2 separate regions of the Rattus norvegicus genome follow, and region 1 is linked to region 2. A link is a contact called in public Hi-C data. All regions are on one chromosome and are shown on one strand. The core of a region is the stretch at or near the end of the contact, and the rest is flanking DNA. Distances in the headings are between cores, read along the strand shown.

Region 1 (6,757 bases), core at 2,877-5,376, 170 kb before region 2:
TCATAAAAGGCCCATTTGAGGTTAGTGGTTGTGAGTTAAAGTTAGACCAGCTAGAAAGAACGTGTGCTTTCCTTTAGCCAGAGTTAGCTATGTGGGTGCAAGCATGGGGGGAAGGGAGGAACGACAGAACTCAAATTCAAAAGACAGAGTTATATTGCACAAATACAAGAAAGCTAAAAGAATGGATGAGAGGAAATAATTGGGGACCTGTGGGAAACGGCACTGAGATAAGGTAAATATTGCAGGCTGTTTGGCATTCATAGCTAGACTGTTGCTTTAGTCATTATTTGTGTGTGTGAACGCTTGTGCACATGCGGCATGAGCACACATGCATGGGTGGAGGTCAGGGGGTACATTTGGGAAGTGTGTTCTCACCTTCCACCTTGCTGAGCCAGGGTCTCTCTTGTTTCTGCCGCCATGCCTCATACTCCAGGCTAGCTCACCCATGAGCTTCCGGTTGATCATCCTGTCTCTGCCTCCCATCTCCCAGTAGGAAAGCTGGGATAATGGACACGTGTCACTGCATCGAACTTTTTACCCAGGCGCTGAACCTGTCAACATGAATGGCAAGAGCTTTCGCCCACTGAGGTGTCCTCTGGCCCAAAACTAGGCTCTTGAAACAAAGAGAGAGAACGGTCTGAGCTGCCTGGGAGAGTGAAGAAGGTGCCTTCTCTGTCTATTACAGGCGAAATGTGAAAGAAAACTCACTACTGGAGAAGATGCAGAAGAGAGAGCCATGCTCGGTGAAAGCCAGAGGGGAAAAGGATGGTCTTGAGGATATGATGCCGTGTCCTCCTCCCTAACATAGGTCAGCCCTTCCTACTGCACTTTGAACCTCTCAAACCAACTCCTGGGGCCCTGCTACTTAATTCTCTACATTTCAGGCAGGGGCGATGCTTTCTGGATGGTTAGTTGAGAACCACAAGGCTGGTTCTTCCTAACAGGGACACCCTGGCAAGACCTGAGGAGCACACCAAGGTGTTTGAGATATCTCAGAACTAAGAGTGCAGAGGTGCCTGGGGGTGGGTTTTATCTTTAGAAGGTGTATAACTTTGTGGACTAAAAATAGCACCATGTTTGCCCTCTATCTCATGTTTAGCCTCAGATGAACATGACCTTCTGGACCATAAAGCAAATCTAAATGCTCTCTGCAGGAAAATTTGGCCAGATTTCCAGAACCTCTTGAGCTACAGAATGTCCTGAACTATTGGCCTCCCGCCCACCGCTCAGACAGTCCTGTTTAGCCACCCCTGCAACTGTATTCCTTGTCCACTTTATTCCTATGCCAGGGTTGGATTGAAGAAAATAATTAACTAGGCGCTTAAGAACTTTCCCGGGCTCCTACCAGGCACAAGGCTTTTACACTGCCTCTCCCCAGGCTTACACTACAAAACAGCATCCCTGAGGCCTTGCACCCCAAAGCCTTGCACAGTGACTTTTCTCTGCATGAGTTAGGTGCTTACCAGCTCCTGGGCTCACAGCCTAACACACAGAGGTTATGGATGGCACCTCTATAAGAGGAAGCAGAAGGCACAGGCTAAGTCATGTTCTCTGCCACAAAGCCAATAAACAGCATAGCAAATAGTTACCCTCTCGTAGTCTGATTCCGGAGTCCATTGGCTTACTGATACATCTACCATTTCTGTATCTGGTTCTTTCTAGGTTAAGTAAGATGAAGTGCTATTCAGATATAACAGGCACGAGGCATGTGAGGCGTCAGTGACCAGACAACTCCGTTGCTTGGACACTAGCTCCTGACCAGGCCTGGAGCCTCAGGAACAAAGCTCTGTAGGCACTGAGTCATAGAAAGCTGGCTGCTTGCTCTCAGCTGACACTGGCTGGGCCAGCAGAGGTCTCAGTAGATGTTTTCTGTGACTAGTAGCAAAGGGTCGTAGCCCACAATATCATGTATGTATAGGTAGCCATAGATCCCTGTGTACCTTTCTCGTGGCACATGTGTATACTATCGATAGGAACAAACCCCATGGTATGTTTCCTGGCTATTCAGTGGTAAGAACACAGCACCTGATCCTTTCCAGAGAGCATCTAGTAAAGATGAAACTCTAGAAGTCTAGGTGTGGTTGATAATCTTCTTTTCACTGTGTTCAGTCTCCGACAGAGAGTGGAACTCTGACCCCATCCTGTCAACCTCCTGCCTCGGCTATGCCTTTTCTCCCTTTAAGCCGCCATCTGATCAGGCACACTGGCACCTTGCAAACACTCTGCATCACCTAAACACTGTGACCTTCCCTACTTCTCTGCTTCTGTTTTCAAAGTCAGTGGTGAAGACTTTTCTGGATGCTTCAACCGACTCAGGAGTCCCTCCCTCAGCTCTTCCAATACACATAAATGTGTCCGTATAGACTTCGAGATTGTACATCTTCTTCTTCATCCTGTCACCAGAGACTAAGCCGAGGCTAGGCGGGTGACTCACTCAGGTCTGTGTTACTCTTGTAACTTTCCTCAGAACAGAGGTCCTGCTCTGACCTTCCTCACATCATGACCTGCACAAATCTGGTGCAAACCCTGGGTTGGCAAGAACACTGAGCTCTTGCAATATCTTGATTTGAGCATGCATTTCTCTGACTCTGGGGATATGCTAAGGTTCTTGAGTCCTTCCTAAGACCCTGAGCCAGGTCACATCTGGGCTCTCTTGATTTGTAAGTTGTGGGACTGTTGGCTCCAGCTTCTGCCAGCCTTGGAACTTAAAAACCATGCAAGGCTAGACATTCATTGTGAGGGAATCCATTTCCCTCTGGAGTCTGACACTTCTCTTGAGGTATGCAGGGCCCATTGTGGGAAGTGTTCCTCTTCTTGTGCTGGTGTGGAGGACTCTCCGGAAGTCACATCTTCTGCCTCCAGCTTCCTCCAACCATGAAGCAGTTCCCACGGATGCATGCTTCCTTCTTGTCCGTTCCTGGTAGGCGTGGAGACTCAGGTTCAACAATTGAGAAGCTCCTTTTGCTCCTACCTGATCCTTAAACTTGCTCAGAAATTGAAAGGAAATGTTTATAGTCCATCTTTTGAGAGCAACAAGAAGATAAAAAACAAAGCAATTATTTTCCATATTAAAAGGGTCACACCCATCAGCTGGTGAGATGGTTCAGTGGTTAAAGAGCACCGACTGCTCTTCCAGATGTCCTGAATTCAATTCCCAGCACCCACATGGTGGCTCACAACCATCTGTAATGGGATCCAATGCCCTCTTCTGGTGTGTCTGAAGACAGTAATAGTATACTCATATACATTGAATAAATCTTTTTTTGTTATTATTTTTAAAAGGTCATATCCAATTTTGCTTGTCTTTCTTGCCTGAACTTTTCTTTCACATTATTTGTGTATCTTATTCCAGTTTGTCCTTCCTGCTCAGAGGACACCAGGTAGAACTTGCTCTTACTCCTTAAGTTCTCTGAGTTTTGAACCCGTCTGTGCAAGTCTACATTCTCGCCATTTCTCTGTGCTTCGCTCCTATCGGGTGGTCCGTAAATACATGCTGACTTGAACCAAACAGAGACAAGTGATGGGTCAACAAGAGCTGCCTGCTGATTGGTGGCTGCGGGGAAGACATGCTTGAATGAAAGGCACCAAGAGAAACGCAGGACTGTGAGGCAACGTAGCTCTCAAAACACAATAAATAAAAATAAATAAATAAATAAATAAATAAATAAATAAATAAATAAATAGCAGCAAGGGGTGGGGGCAGGAAGGCAAGACTGTTTCCAGCTGCTTCCCTGTTCCTGCCCACCCTGCTTCAAGCCTCTCTGACAGGCATAGGGAGAACAGGGGACCATCTATGAGTAACCAGCAGGTGGCAGCGTTCACCCATGGACGAAGGACTCCCTGCACCAGGCCAGAAGGGAAGGCAACGAATTTTGTGTCTTGGGAATGACTGTGATTTGAGGGTCAGGCTGATAGTATGACTGGAGACACAGATAAATCTGGAATGCCCACTGCCCCGCACATAGTAGGTACCCATAGCCATCTACGCCTCCAATTCTCTCTTATTCCAAGCTTAGGGGTCTTGAACTGGAGGAAAAAGAGGGAAGACAAACCTTAGGGTGAGCTCGTGTCTTGGGACCTGCTGGCAGTCCCCAGATGATCCCGAGGGAGGCACCCAAACTTCTCTGTGAGATCGGTACCCAAAGACCTTGCCTTGCAACCAGAGTTGAGTGTGTCCATTCGTGTGGACTGTGTCCATCAAGCATGAAGAAGAAACCCAGGCTGTGGGGTGATACTCCCTGTTTAGCTGCCACTTGTCTGGCAGGCAATTCTTTCAAGAGTCCCCTGTGAAACCAAGGCCCATGGTAAACATCCCAGGGTTGACTCGGGTATAAGGTGAGCAGGCTACCCGGCATGGAAAACCGTGTTCTAGGGTGACTGCCGCTGGTCTTTAGAACACTTGGTCCTCATCCAGTCAGATCACACGTGGCCTTTGGCAGTAAAGCCCAGAGGAAAGAGGCACAGGTGCCATGACATCGACTTAGAAGAACTGGCCAGATTGAGCCCTCTGTGAGGAGCCCATTCTTGGTGGTTCTCTACACAAGCATCCATTTCCTGCCTCCACACTTTTGTTTGCCCTGCCGGAAAGTATTTTCCTTCACTGAGACCCTTACCACCCACCATCCGAATCTTACATTCTTCAGAACGTTGGCTTCACTCCCAGGTCAGTGGGGTAGTCTGTCCTCCATCTCCTGAGCCTTTTCCTTGAATCTGTGTAGAAACAGCTTCTCTACATACAAACCCCTTCTCGGCTGCACTAGAAGCAACTCTGAGAGACAGAGATACTGTGTTAAACCCCTGCCTCTGCCTCTGGTGGTTTGTGAGAACATGACAGGGGACTGGAGGGGACACAGTAAGTAAGGAGATAAATGCTAACTACTGTGAAGGACAGAGAAGATGGTGGTGAGTCAGCAGGGAAGCTTTGTCATGGTGGAGGGAACCAATCTGAGCCTTGAGAAGCAGATTGCACAAAGAAGTGAAGGGTTGCCAGTGTGTGATCGATCCTTTCTGAAGTAATATTGGTCTTGGAATTCTATAATGGGATAAAAGTGGTCTATGGGTGGGGTGGGCCAGTCAGTATCCATAATCTTGTTGATGCCCCAGGTTGACCCTCAAGACCACTTTCTGGAGTGTTGTGGAACCCTCTGGATAAAGCATACAAGGGTAGTAGGATCTAGGTTTCTGTCCCAGGTCCATTTCATACCAAAGACAGACATAGAACTCCAACTCAGTGCTCCTGAAATAAAGTTGCTATAGAGATGATGCCTGATGGCCGCCCAGCAAAGTGGTACCCTGACATCAGCCAGGGAAACAGTGAGTGCTAACACCCCTGGTACCAGATCCCAGGATGCTACACTTTAGTGGACTTCCTTCCCTCTTCTCTTGGGTTATTGACAGACTGTGGGCTTTAACGAACTGTTCCTTTTCCTTCAAAAGTTTGGGGTCTTTGTTCAGTGACAGCCAAGGTATCTGGAGAAGACAGTGAGTAACACTGGACAAAAACAGAGGCAATGGGAGAGTGGACCTTGTTCCCTTCCTCTTCTGCACCCCGAGTACTGTACGCCCGCCCACACATGTTCCTCAGTTTGCAAAAGACAAGGAAAGTCCAACCAGGAATTCCCCAGACAGCAACCTCAGCCATAGCCTCAGAGTAGGTGTGGGCTATGTGGATGGGGTATGTTGTTGCAAGCTTGTGACTTGTCCAGCATTGTGCCCTTTCGTTGTCTGGTCTCGCCCCCGACATCTGGGGAGAATGGCTATTCAAGGGCAGAGCGTGCTTTGCTTTTTCCAAGGAAAATGTGCTCTTTCTCAACCGTCTGATGAAGCCCTGACCATAAAAATGTGTCTCTCCCTCCTCTGCTTTTCTTTCTCCTTCAGTGCCTCTCTGTGGCCACGTTGCTAAACTCAGAAGGACAGAGAAGTCATAACCACGTGGGAGAAGGCTCCTTCCTCCCAGCACGGAGGAAGAGTGATCTGGGCTGTTGGGACAGCCATTGCTCAGAGCCCATGCTGGCCATCAGTCAGTCAGCATCCTCTAGGCTTTAAACTGCCTCCCATGAGTCACTCAGGTAACCAGGACAACTGCAGTGAAAACAAACAGCTTGTCACCCCAGGTGAAGGTCCCAGCCCAAAGCATAGTTATGACAGTAGCTGAAATCTAACAAAGTTGGGCCTGTCCCTGGGACAGTAGTAGGAAGCCATAGCAGTAGCTCTGGGAGTGGCAGCAGGAAGCCAAGGGGTGGAGGGGGCCCTGATTTGCCATTTCTGATGTCAGAATCTCCCAAAAGCTTTTCATGAAGAGGAACAGGAAGGGCAGAGTGGTGCCAGGTGAATTCCCAGGGAAGTGTTGCACCACAGGCTCCAGATCTTTCCTCTGGCCTCATCCCACACTCACATCCCAGGCTCACTCCTCTCCTACCTCTGCTGAACTTTTGAGGCCGCACCTTTGATGCCATTGTTCTGTCCTGCCTGCCTTGGAATCTTACATCCCCTAGCGCCAGTGAGGTTTGTGGCGCTTGCCACCTTGGTGGGCATTCTGTGAGCATCTTCTGGCTGAAAGAAATTTTCAAAAAAGGAAAAGAAAGCTAAGCTCACACTCCAAACAGCATCCTCAGGGGGTGGGGAGCACAGAGTGCCTGCTGCCTCAGAGTGCTGTCTGGGTGCTTGCACAGTGTGCTGAGGTGGAAGAGACTCTGCAAACACAAGCTCTTAGCTGCTGACTGTAAAGAGAATGACAGACTCTTTGCTTAGAGTACCC
Region 2 (6,301 bases), core at 2,278-4,777:
AGGATTAAAAACCACACATATTTGGATCGTTCGTGTTACGACAGAATGCCAAATCTGTAGCTTTAATTCACCAAATATATACCTCAAGTTCAATGGGTGGAAAATTCCAGGAAGCACAGTGGGAAAAACCGGCCTAAACCCCCAGGAACAAAGACCAAAGAACAAAAGAACAAACTACAGGAACCTTGGCCCAGGTGTACCACCCAGGTGTATCACTACTGGGCCCAGGCATTCCTTTGTTAGGAACAAAAGGCTTCTACATGCATCAGCAGGGCTCAGCAGGGGTCAAACACCGCAGGGGACCCAGGAGGGTCCCATACCACAGGTGTGTCAATGCCCCTGCTCGGCTCAGGGAAATGGCAAGGCCTTCTCTCCTGGTCTGGATGGAAACATTGATATCACCTACAACATGTGCACCATGGCTTTCTCCCCCTAGATGTATGGCCTAAACACTGCTCCTCTACAAAGACTGTCCATAGTGAGATTAGCTAAGTCCACCTCCTTGTTCAGCTGTATAGCATAAATGCTGCCTTCTTGTTCATGAGTATGTAGACCCCTACCTCTGTGTTCTGTATATAGTAAACATGGCATCCTTCCAGGGTGCTGTGGCTTCTCCATCAGAGCCCAACCCATCCAATCCCAGCTTTTCCGTATCTCTGTGGTTGTCATTTCTTCATTCCCGAATCACCCCTAGTCAAGGTTCAGGGACCCAGGTTGTATAAGGACAAGACAAGTGGCTGCCATGCTCCCAGTTTACAGCCTGCTCCCTTATTTAGGGAACAGTACCTCCCTAAAAGTCCTGTGTGTGCAATGACAAGTTGGGAGGATTTTTTTTTTAATACTTTTATTTCGTGTGTATGGATGTCATACCTGCATGTCTGTCTGTGTACCACATGCATGCCCAGTGCCTTCTGAAGACAGAAGACAGAGTGTGATCTCCAGGAACTGGAATTACAGACAGTTGGGAGGTACCAGGTGGGTGCTGGGAATCAAACTCAGGTCCTCTGGAAGAGCACCTAGTGCTCTTTACCACTAACCATTGCTCCAATCCCTGGGAGATTCATCACCATCACCGCCGCCGCCGCCACCACCACCACCACCACCACCACCATCATCATCATCATTACCTCCAAGTTTTCCTGGAGCTGGAGGAGCCCAGGATGCAAGGTCAGATATGTGCAGATGTTGGCCGCTGGAAGTTGAGAAGAAAGATCTGAGATATGAGTGGTGGGTGTGGAGAAATGTCTCACAGGTAAGGACACTTGTGTCACAAGCATAAGGATTCAGGTAACGAGCCAGCTGTGGTTGCACAAGCACCCACAACCCCAGTGCTGGGACAGAGGCAGAAAGGTCCCGGGGCTTGCTGGCTGTTGCCTAGCTCTAGGTTCAGTGAGAGAGACCTTGTCTCAGGGGAATAAAGGCAGGAAAGCGACATCTTCCTCTGGTTTTGCTCTCTGAAAAATGGATACTCCTCCTCAAACACACATGCATACACACACCCCAACCCTAGCTTTGAACATCTTAAATTGTATATAAAAGATTATTTATTTCTAGAACCTGGACTACAGAGGTGTCTGGGAAGAACACCGCTCCCAACCTGTTCTCCCTCAGACTGAGGCTAGATCTAGGAAGCCAACACATACACTGAATTAAAGGTTGTGGTCCACACACTATGAACCCTGTACCAGGTTCACTGCCCAACACTCAATAAGTCAGGGTCAAATGAGGAAACAGACCCCAAAGATCCTGATATCCTAGTCACAGAGTAAGGAGTGATTCTGGATGAGCACGGGTTCTATCTTATCCTGAGCCAAGCTCTCAGCCATCAGTCCCCTCCCCTTCCCTGCATCTAACCTAGCATATAGCCATACCTCTTGGTGGTTATTGGAGGAATCCACTTAAGGGGTTAAACAGAGAACTAAACCTTGAATGCTTTGGCGTCATGACTGTCTCGCCTTCTGTGTAAGACCCAGGTCAGGAGGTAGGAGGCTGACTGAGCCACACAGCAGGGCATGTTCACTGTGGAGCTGTGTGTACACAAGTCGGAACTGTGGCTAGAAACTAGGGGAAAGGCCACCTTGCAGATCTGGATACGTGCCATCCCTTCCTGCTCCGACCAAAAGGCTGACAGAGTTGATATCAACTGTCCTAACAAGGAAAAAGGACTGACCGATTCACCCAAGAGATCTTTTGTCTTAGGAGGGAATGAAAATATGTCTTAGAGAAAAAACACATAGTGTGTGAAGTCAAACGCTCTGTGGCCTGTGATAAAGGCTCCTGAGGGTGCTGACTGCTGATAGCAGCAGACGCTGGCCTCTGCAGAAGTGGAGGAATGTCACTGCCCCCAGCATACACAGTGACCGTGCAGGTTCTCAAACACCTACCATGCAAAGTGCTTTGCCCAACTCTTAGATGCTAGCCACAGTCTCAGGAGCTCCTAAGAAATCTCACTTTCCAGAATGGTTACTGAGGCCTGAATTTGGACCTGAGAAGCTAGAGTCAGTAAACATGAACATAGTTGGCACACACACACACAGTTGTTCACCCACAAATTCACACCCACCCCTCCCACACACATACTTGAACACACATATACAAACCATATTAACCCTTGCAGAAACAGAAATATATACCACAAATATACACGCTACACATACAGTAACACACCCTCCACACAAATATACAGTTAAGATACCACACGCAAACATATAGCACTCAATAATACTCATATAATATAATATAATATAATACTCATAGAGAGAAATGTATAATGCATACATGCTGTATGTATCACATACATATACCACAGAGGCACACACATACTGCACACACACTAGATCACCACAATGTACACATACAGAGACAAAATGGAACACGCCATTATGACCCAAAGCTTTGGTTATGTTAACTCTGAATATAGGTGATTAGTATTAAAAAAAAAAAGAGGAGAGAAAATAAAAATGCAGCAAAAATGTCATAAGCAGGAAGAATCATTGTTTAAAATGAACATATAAGATTCATTGTAACAAGAGAGTAGTAACAGAAACAATTGACATGTAATGGGTTATTCTGTTCTAACAGGTTTTGTTGTTTTGTTTTGTTTCAAGACAGGGTTTCTTTGTGTCGTTATGGCTGTCCTGGCCCTTGCTTTATAGACCAGGGTGGCCTCGAACTCAGAGATTCTCCAGTCTCTAGCCTCTTGAACCCTGGGTTGAAAGGTGAGTACCACACTAATGGTGAGTCCTGCTCTAAAGGTGATTTATTTTTTTTAAGTGATGATTCTTCAGTCCCCGTGCACTCACCACGGCTGCTGAATATTTTCCTGCTGGATAGCATTTCCTGAGTCTCTAGTATATCTTCCACCCCGCCCCCACTCTAGCCTCACATGTGTTGAAGGAGCAACCCTGCATAGCCTTTTCAGAGCCTGCTTGGACAGCGTTTGCCACTTCCTCCCTCTCTGTCTCCTTCCCTGCACCCTCCCTGCCCAGTCAGGAAAGTCCCAGGGTGCTTGCCTCACAATACAAACCGGGAAGTTCAAGGATCTGGTGGTGACCCTAGACATCAACTTCCCAGAATCCTGAGTCAGTCGAAGCACGTCACAGTTTAGCTCTGTGTGCCTAGGGGGCGCTCCAGTCCAGGAATTGAAAATCTTCACTGTTCCCTTTAGTATTTCAAGATCCGGTAGGGAAGGATTGCAGACTAAAGTTAAGGGAGCCAAGAAGGTGAGATGACAGCTGGAGTCTGTTAAGGAAGGGGTGGGTTCCTTGGGAATACACCTCTAAGGTCTCCTGTCTCTCTGAACTTCAAAGTGACCCCAGGGGACGTGGGGTACAGTTTCCCATTCTCCCAGATGCCAAATCTGAGGCCAGAAGATGGAAGTCACATACTTAACAGTCAAACCTAATTTGAAGCAATGTGTAACAGCAAATGTCAAAGTCACCCTTTGGTGGAGCAACAGGCACTATTTTGATCTTCCTGTTACACAGTATTTTTCCACCAGTTCAAAATATGGATATTATTCTGAAGATGACATTTTACTAGAGAATTAAGTAACTGCATTTTATGTTTGATTCTAAGAATACAGCAGGATATATAAAAGGCATAAAAAAATGCTCTACACTGGGATGGGATAGCGGATTTCTGGAGGGGAAACTGGGAAAGGGGTAACATTTAAAATGTAAATTTAAAAATCTAATAAAAGAAAAAATGCTCTATACAAGTGTGCATTCCCTTGAAAGCTCTCAAAAAACCAAAACTCCAAATTTAAAAACACATTAGAGTGTGATTGCTTCTTTAGAAAATGTGTCATTGGGGGTTGGGGATTTAGCTCAGTGGTAGAGCGCTTGCCTAGCAAGCGCAAGGTCCTGGGTTCGGTCCCCAGCTCCAGAGAAAAGAAAAAAAGAAAAAGAAAATGTGTCATTTAAAGAGTTTATTTTATTGTGTTATAATAGAAAATTCTCGCTACGTATTTCTTTCCTTTTTCTTTCTTCTTTTTTTTTTAAAACTTTGTTCATTTGTTTGCTTTTCAAAACAGAGTTTCTCTGTGTAGCCCTGGCGGTTTTGGACCTAGCCCTTTAGACCAGGCTAGCCTAGAACTCAGAGGTCCACCTACCTCTGCCTCCCCAGTGCTGGGATTAAAGGCATGCACCACCACCACAGCCAGCTTTTCACTAGGTATTTCAACTCTGAATGTTTCATTAAAAAAAGGAGGGGGGGTGGAACTCAAGGAAAATATTGTGGAATGTGTATAAATTCATGTATCCTTTGGGCACTCGCATGATTTACAAATTGTGTGTTACTGATTTTATTTATTTTTAAACAGCAACAAGTAGAGATATTTGTAGAATAGCAACGTTGAACCAGTCCTACCTTCCGTGCCAGCTCCTCGTGCATAAGGGGCCCTGAATTTCTGTGAGTCACTGTCTTCTCCAGAAAGTAAGAGTCTGGATCTGATGAAATGTGCATTCTGCCAACAATGTGGGGAATAAGGAATCCCCATGGTATGGAAGGCAGCTAGACTTGTCTCCACCTTCCTTTTCAGGGGCAGATTCCTCTCCTTCCCAGGGGCTCAGTTCTCTAGAAGATAATGCACTTGCAGGTGCACTGGAATATTAAATAAGATAGGAAAGGTAACGTGTCTTGGCATTGCCTGATCCATCACCGGTACTTAACCATTCTAGTTGTATCTCTACGACTCTCTCATTGGACGATTGCGTTAATATTATGAAGAACTCACTGAATGAACCTGGTGGAATACACCTGTACTCTCAGGGCTTGGAAAGCTCAGGTGGAAAGACGTGAGTCACACACACACACACACACACACACACACACACACACACACAGACACAAAGAGGGGGTGGGGGAGGGTTAGGGCATTTTTCTACAGCAGGCTGATAGTCTAAGAATGTGGGCAGAGGACTCTGGTTCCTGCTTCCACTAAAAGCCTCTGACTTTTCAGTGTGGCTGGAGCCAAAGACATTATGGGATGTAGAAAGGGCCGGCACACACTCTTGGCCTCAGCAGGTCGCTTTCGGCATCAGGATTTTCACCCTGCTGCTGGTTTGATTCTGTTTTGTTTCCTCTGCATTTACCTTTGCGCACTCGCTCGGAGCTTACTTCCCTGAGATTTCCTTGGCTGCCCCTCCCTTCACTTGTGCCACTGCTCCCTGCTTAGGTGTCCCTCAGCTCCCAGCCCCAGCATCTGGCTAATCCCTCAGGGGGCTCAGCTTTCCTCCGTGGAAATTTTTCTAACCCCTGACCACTCTCGCTATTTGTTTTCATAGCACCTTGTGCTTCTCCTCCCTCGAACTTACAAGTACCATTACATAAGCATCCGTGTCCTGCCAGTCTGCTTCCTCCACAAGGCCGAAAGCTCACAGAAGCAGTGCGCTTCTTTATCTGATTCCGTGGCATATCACAGGGCACCAGAAATGTGCGTGGAGTGAATGGATAGGTAAGTGAACGGACTCCCAGAGGGCACTGCCGTCCACAGGAGGCGACCCACCCAAGAGGAGCAGGTCTATCTTTCCACACAGAGCTCCGTCTTCGCTCTTCTTTGTAGGGCTCCTCCCACGTGTCTTTCCCCTTCGTGCTTAAAGGAATGAACTGATTTACTAGCAACAGGAAAAATCCCACCACAGGATCCTGATTCAAACTTTCGCTCAGTCATTATACCCTCTGTGATCTCTACTAATAAGTCCGATCTACTCCAGAGCTTTCTAGGCAGTTATCAGAAGGAGCAGGAGTTACTGATAACCAACTCATAGGTTCCATGGCCAATCACGTCTAATGAAGATCC

What was found. A called contact is a pair of places that touch in the nucleus more often than the background predicts.
Region 1: a contact with region 2 is called in a Hi-C map of mammary epithelial cells, with 6 times the contacts expected there. The contact joins two enhancer-like sites. A contact is called at or near these places in 9 of 12 Hi-C or Micro-C datasets (the A7r5 cell line, the Rat2 cell line, Schwann cells and 6 more).

Annotation. Positions count from the first base shown.
Region 1 is chr13:68,868,755-68,875,511 of GRCr8, reverse strand. No RefSeq gene overlaps it. Among named protein-coding and RNA genes, the nearest start is that of Zfp648, 15 kb to the left of the region's middle. Within about 2 kb of position 4,126, at least 6 of the 93 cell types and tissues checked have an H3K27ac peak or open chromatin away from gene starts, as enhancers often do.
Region 2 is chr13:68,699,862-68,706,162 of GRCr8, reverse strand. No RefSeq gene overlaps it. Among named protein-coding and RNA genes, the nearest start is that of Glul, 130 kb to the right of the region's middle. Within about 2 kb of position 3,527, at least 40 of the 93 cell types and tissues checked have an H3K27ac peak or open chromatin away from gene starts, as enhancers often do.